2 separate regions of the Sus scrofa genome follow, and region 1 is linked to region 2. The links are chromatin contacts, called in public HiChIP or PLAC-seq maps. All regions are on one chromosome and are shown on one strand. Each heading gives the region's core, a stretch centred on a gene start, on an enhancer-like site or on the middle of the called end of the contact. The rest is flanking DNA. Distances are from core to core; before and after follow the strand shown.

Region 1 (2,705 bases), core at 18-2,517, 150 kb after region 2:
CACAAGGGAACCTGCCCCAAGGAAGTCCTAACTGGGAAGCTGCAGGGGACTAACAAAGGACAGGGTGGCATCTTCTTGCTGGTCTTCATAAGGAAGAGACCACGGTCTCTGGAGGTTCAGTCAGGGCCCTGGGATGAGGTAGGGAGATGGGCTGGCTGACCTCCCAAGGTCCTTTGTAATCCTGTAATTAAACGGTGAATCGTTCACTTCCCCATTTATACTCCAGAAGCCGTCCGTGCAGTTTGATAGTAAGTCCCCTGGGCTACCTTCCAGGTTTAGTACGGTGCCACGCAAGCTGCTGGCACTCAGCAAAGGACTCAAATATTTGCTGAATGAAGGAATAAAAAGAATCAAGCGTTTAAATAGCCCACATGACCTCCTCCCCACCTGTAAAGTACGGCGATGAATGAAATCACAACATTCCAGGCAGGATCACTTGAGCAGAGCCGGTAAAGGAACACACACACAAACACACAGAGCACTGATTCCACTCGATTCACAGTCCCACCTTGGGAACACAGACCACCTGCTCCACACGCAAGCTTGGCGAGGATCCTCTCTCTCAGCTGCTTTAGGACTGTGCCTTCAGAAGGTCACCAAGATTTAAGACCGCTTCTCTTCCAGGTCTCCAAGACAAAGTTTCAGCTCAGACTGGGCCTGGGCCTCCCTCCCGCGCGTCCGCACTCCCTTCCCAGCCCGGGCGCCCCGGGCACGCAACTAGCCTGCCCGCGGCGCCTCAGCTTACCTTGGTGAGCTGGGCAATCTTCTTGCACATTTTCACGTGCATCTCGGGATCACAATCCATTCTCCAGCCTGCGCCACTGCAGGCATCGGCTTTGGAGCCCGGGCAAGTCCCGGGCGCGTGAATTTTGCTGTTGAGGGCAGAAGCCATCGCTGAAACGCGTCCCGCACTCAAGGGCTCTGGCGCGCTTGTGTTCTCGCTGCCCACGGTGTGCACGTGCTTGCGCGCGCGGGCGTGTGAGCGTGTGGGCTTTCTTGGGAGAGATGCACTGCAGTCCCGCCGCCTGCACCGCAGCGTGGCCCTTGCTGCCCCCGGGATCCGCCTCCCCGCCGCCCGAGCGCCCACCCTTCCTCCTCCAGCGCTCGCTTGCTGGGTCGGCGGGCACCCGCACCCTGCGGCTAGGAGCCGGGGACCCGCGCGTGCCGCTGGTGCTTCGCGCACAGCTCCCGGAGCCCGAGCGGGGCTTCGCCTGCAATAACCTTCCGCGACAAGGAGCCGCTGGCCTTGGAAAGGTTTGCGCTGGCCCGGCACTGCGCTCTGGGACACGTGGGTGGCGCCCAGCTCCGGATTCAACCGCTACCAACCCCGCCCTTGATGGGCATCCCGAGCCAAAGAGGAAGAAGAGCGGGCCTCAGCTTCGGGCGGCCGGGGAACCTGATACGCAGGGGGACCCTGGCGACGTGCTGCGGGAGAACTGGTGGAGAGGGGCCGGGCACCTTGACGGGAGCACACAGCCAGCGACTCCCGAGCTTCCGAGCTCCGCGCTGGGGGCGGACGTGGGGGGCGGGATGAGGGGCGGGGAGGTGAAAGGGAGTCGCTGGAACGCGTGGAGGAGCGGAGACCCTGGCGTATGTTTTGGGCCCCGGCCTGGGTTGAGGGTAGGAGCCCCTTTTCTCCCAAATTAAGGAGGCACCCGGACGTTGCAGGAGATTTGCTGGAGATTACCAAAAGGCAGCCGGGGAGCTGGTGACCGAAATTTGGGATAAGAAAGTGCAGAACGTATAGTGAGGGAATGTAAAGTGTAGGCGCACAGGGGAAAAAAAAAATCAAAGACGGGGTAGAAAGGATGGTGGCAGGTGTGGGAAAAGAGGAAGCAACAGAGAAATGGAGGAGTAGTTGAGTGACAGATGGAGCTGAATGTCTAAGTAAACCGATCCCAGTGAAAGTGAAGTGAGTCACCCACACACCTGGCTACCGGCCGACTGGAGCCAGAATCCTGTCAAGTCTTTGGATTATGAGCTTGTGTGTTTCTATGCGGCGAGTCGAGGGGTTCGTGGATCAAATTTCTTTATGGCTTGCTTTCTCTGGCTTCAAACAGTGGGCTTTGGGGAAAGTGAAGACACCCTGATCAGAATTCCTAAAGTGTGAATGATAGTACCAAAATAATAAGCAACTGCTTATATTTCCTTTTATAAAGTGCTTTATATCAAGAGTTTTAATAATCTTGATGAATCAGGCAAATTTCAAAAGGCCTCAGAAACCACAGTCCCTTCCCTCCACACTGCAAGTAACAATACCCATTTTTATAGATGAGCAGATAGATACAGGTGTGTACCAATAAGGCAATTACAGGTAGCAGAGTTGTGTCTGAAACTGAGCTATCCCTATTCTAATTTCCTTACTCTAGCCCCAATACATTACACTACATAGGCATAGCCGACATGGGTCTTGGTTCCTAGTTTGTGGTCTTAAGCTCCCCTCTGCAAGACAACTACCCCTTTCCCCAATTTAGTGAAAACAAAAAGCCTGAATCAGAATCGCTCCCGATGTAAACTCTTGGTCTTATCCTAGATCACCTGAGTCACAATCTCTGGAGTTGAGGGTCCAGAATTCATATTTTAACTGAGCTTCCTGTATGGTAAATATTCCAAATTGCATATTCAGAGTATTTTCAACAGGGTCTTAATACATACTGCATTTCACAGGAATTCAAGCTCTCTGTAAAATTAGCCTTTTAGTTTAG
Region 2 (2,980 bases), core at 155-2,654:
CCGAGCTGCACCTGCGACCTACAGCACAGCTCATGGCAATGCTGGATCCTTAACCCACTGAACAAGGCCAGGGATTGAACCCACAACCTCATGGTTCCTTGTTGGATTAGTTTCTGCTGTGCCACGATGGGAATTCTGAGGCCAGGGATACTTTAAATTCTGTTGTACCCCATACTTTCGAACAGAAAACATAGTAAACACTTTATATAAACTTAGGGGTTGTGGATGACAAAATCTTGCATTCCAAAGCAGTCAATCATAACCAACAAAGATTTGCTGTATAGCACAAGGAACTGTATTCAAAATTTTACGTGTGTGTGTGTGTTTGTGTGTGTGTGACTGGATTACTTTGCGGTACACCTGAAACACAACATTGTTAATCAACTTTGCATGAATTTTTAAAAAAAGAATGGACAGTCATATCTCTGTTGTGTCTAGCCCTTAGACAGTGAAATAGACATTCTCTCCAACCTCCCTCCCCAGACCAGGAAGGTACACACTTCAGTTGGTGGACCTCGTCCACCCCGCGCCCCGAGCTAAAAGCAAAGACCCAGCTAAAACCGGGATCAGACACTGGTGTAACATTTCATATCCTTCTTTGTGCTTCATTATGTTCTAGGAGTTCCATTCAACCGTGTTGTTGTTTTTACAATAAAAAATGTAAAACTCCTTTTACAAATACATTTTTAAACATTCAGCTCTACCGGCAAAGCTTCTCAATTCAAAAACAGTATTTGGGTTAACTGTCTTACAATGTTGAACCCCTGCACCAAATGGAAGTTCAAAAAAAGAGACAGTAGGAGTTCCCGTGGTGGCACAGTGGTTAAGGAATCTGACTAGGAACCATGAGGTTGCAGGTTCGATCCCTGGCCTTGCTCAGTGGGTTAAGGATCCGGCGTTGCCGTGAGCTGTGGTGTAGGTTGTAGACGCGGCTCGGATCCCGAGTTGCTGTGGCTCTGGCGTAGGCCGGTGGGTACAGCTCCGATTGGACCCTAGCCTGGGAACCTCCACATGCCGCGAGAGCGGCCCAAGAAATGGCAAAAACCAAAAAACCAACAAACAAAAAGAGACAGTAACAAAAATAACTCAGCGAGAGGGTCTTCCTTACTCAAACCTCTGCAATAAGTCTGCTTGCGACCTCCACCTCCCGGCAGCAGCGCCTCCACCCCCACCCCTCCAGGTGCCGCACAACCGCGACTCCGCCCCTCTCTAGTGCGCTCCTCCGAGAGCCCCGCCCCTTCGCCTCCGTCCGCAAGTGCAAGCGGCGGCGGCCGCCGAAGTTTCACAGCTTTCCCAGAACCGCCCTGTTCAGCGCCGCCGCCCGCCCCGCCCCCTGGGCACCCGCCCCGCCTCCCAAGCGCAAGAACGCTCCGCTGTGCTGGAGCCCGCCCTCCCCCTCACCGACGGAGAGCCAATCGCCCCGCCCCTGGCTCAAGCCTGGCACGCCCCCGGCACCTGCCCCGCCCCCGAGGCGCGCGCCCGCGGCCCCCGAAAGCGGGGCTCCTAGGAGCGCGCCCGCTCTCCATGCGCCACGTGCTCGTTGGAGGGCGGTGCGGGGGGCCGAGCCGAAAAGATGTTCTTGCTGCCTCTTCCGGCTGCTGCGCGAGTCGCCGTCCGACAGCTGAGCGTGAGGCGTTTCTGGGGACCCGGTCCAGACGCTGCAAACATGACGAAGGTGAGAGGCCGCGGTTCTCCCTCGGGACGCGGCGAGAGCCCTGCCGGCGGGCGACCGGGACTCCGGGGCGGGTCAAGGCCGCGGTGTCCGGTCTTCTGAGCCAAGTTGCAAACATTGGCTAAAAAGAAAAGTTCCCTGCCGTTTCCAGTTTCCAATCTCGGCTTTGGCAGCAGGCTGCGGAGGGCTGCCGATCCCTCCAGCATTCGCCAGTCGGCTTTGTAGCGAGGATGGGCTTGGAAGTGCTAGGACCAGAACTCTGCGCGGGAGGAAAATTTTAGCCGTAGCTACCGTTTCCCCTTATTTCATTATTTCGTTTAGTCTCAGTAACCCAGAGAAGGATGTTGCCAGGATCGTTCCCACCTTAGCTAGGAGGATGCTCAGGTTTGGTGAGGTGAAATGTTCTCTGGGGTTTCAGAGTCCCCGGGCTCCACACCAAGACCTCCCTCCCTCGCTGCAGTTGAAGGCTAGGAAAACACAGGTCCTTCGGGAGTAAACTGCCTGGAAGGTTTCTAGAGAAAAACAACGTCTCTTTAGAAAAAAGGAGAGACCCTTTATCTTGCTAAAATTAAAAGGAGAGTGCCCTAGGAGCTACCCGGTGACTTAATGGGTTAAGGACCCTGCTTTGTCACTGCTGCTGCGGAGGCTCCAGTCCGTGAGGGTCAGTTCTTGGCTAAGGAACTTCCGCATACCCCGGGCGCGCCAAAAAAAAAAAAAAAAAAAAAAGGAGAGATAGAGTGTCCTGCAGATTGCCTTCTCCACCTGAAATTGAGCTCCAGAGCACTGTGAAGAAGGTTACTCCCTGGCCTTGGGGGAGCTGAAAAATAGGAATGGCTGGGGGCATGGGGAGCACAGGCGTGGGAGTTAGGCTTGAGGACCAGAAGGGCTGTCCCTGGCAAGGAATGTTCTGGGTGGGACTTGAGTTCAGCCTCCCTGGAATCACAGATGGTGTCGGGACCAGATGCCTGTCCCCTGCTCTTTCTGAAACGGTGGGACTCCATCCTACTCAGGTAACATCTGTTTCCTATCTGCTTAGTTCCCAGCAGTGGAATCCCAGGCAGTGGGCATGCTTAGGAAAGTTAGAACCTGAAAGGGTTACCAATGCCAAGGAAGCCTATTTTCTTTGATGGGAAAGACAGGACACAATTTGGTCTAAGTGCCCATGGGGTTTTTATAGAAAGCACTGGGGGACCGTTGGGGAAGGCATTCAAATTCTTGCCCAGTTCTGTTGTACTTCGGCTGCTTGGTCAGACTAGGTTTTTGGTTTTCTTATCTGTCAGGTGGGAAAAAGACTGCATGTTCTTTCCA

Evidence for each region. HiChIP or PLAC-seq counts read pairs in DNA pulled down with a chosen protein or histone mark.
Region 1: a contact with region 2 is called in an H3K27ac HiChIP or PLAC-seq map of skeletal muscle. The contact joins the promoter of FAM184B here to the promoter of LAP3 in region 2. A contact is called at or near these places in 1 of 5 promoter capture datasets (skeletal muscle), 18 of 47 Hi-C or Micro-C datasets (adipose tissue, alveolar macrophages, embryonic fibroblasts and 11 more) and 1 of 2 datasets of contacts at active chromatin or transcription factors (skeletal muscle).

The regions. Positions count from the first base shown.
Region 1 is chr8:12,740,215-12,742,919 of Sscrofa11.1, forward strand. FAM184B (protein FAM184B) reads right to left here and starts at 1,268. Exons shown (of 18, transcript XM_005674541.3): 1 at 746-1,268. The coding sequence starts at 892.
Region 2 is chr8:12,588,931-12,591,910 of Sscrofa11.1, forward strand. LAP3 (cytosol aminopeptidase) reads left to right here and starts at 1,405. Exons shown (of 13, transcript XM_003356870.5): 1 at 1,405-1,675. The coding sequence starts at 1,574.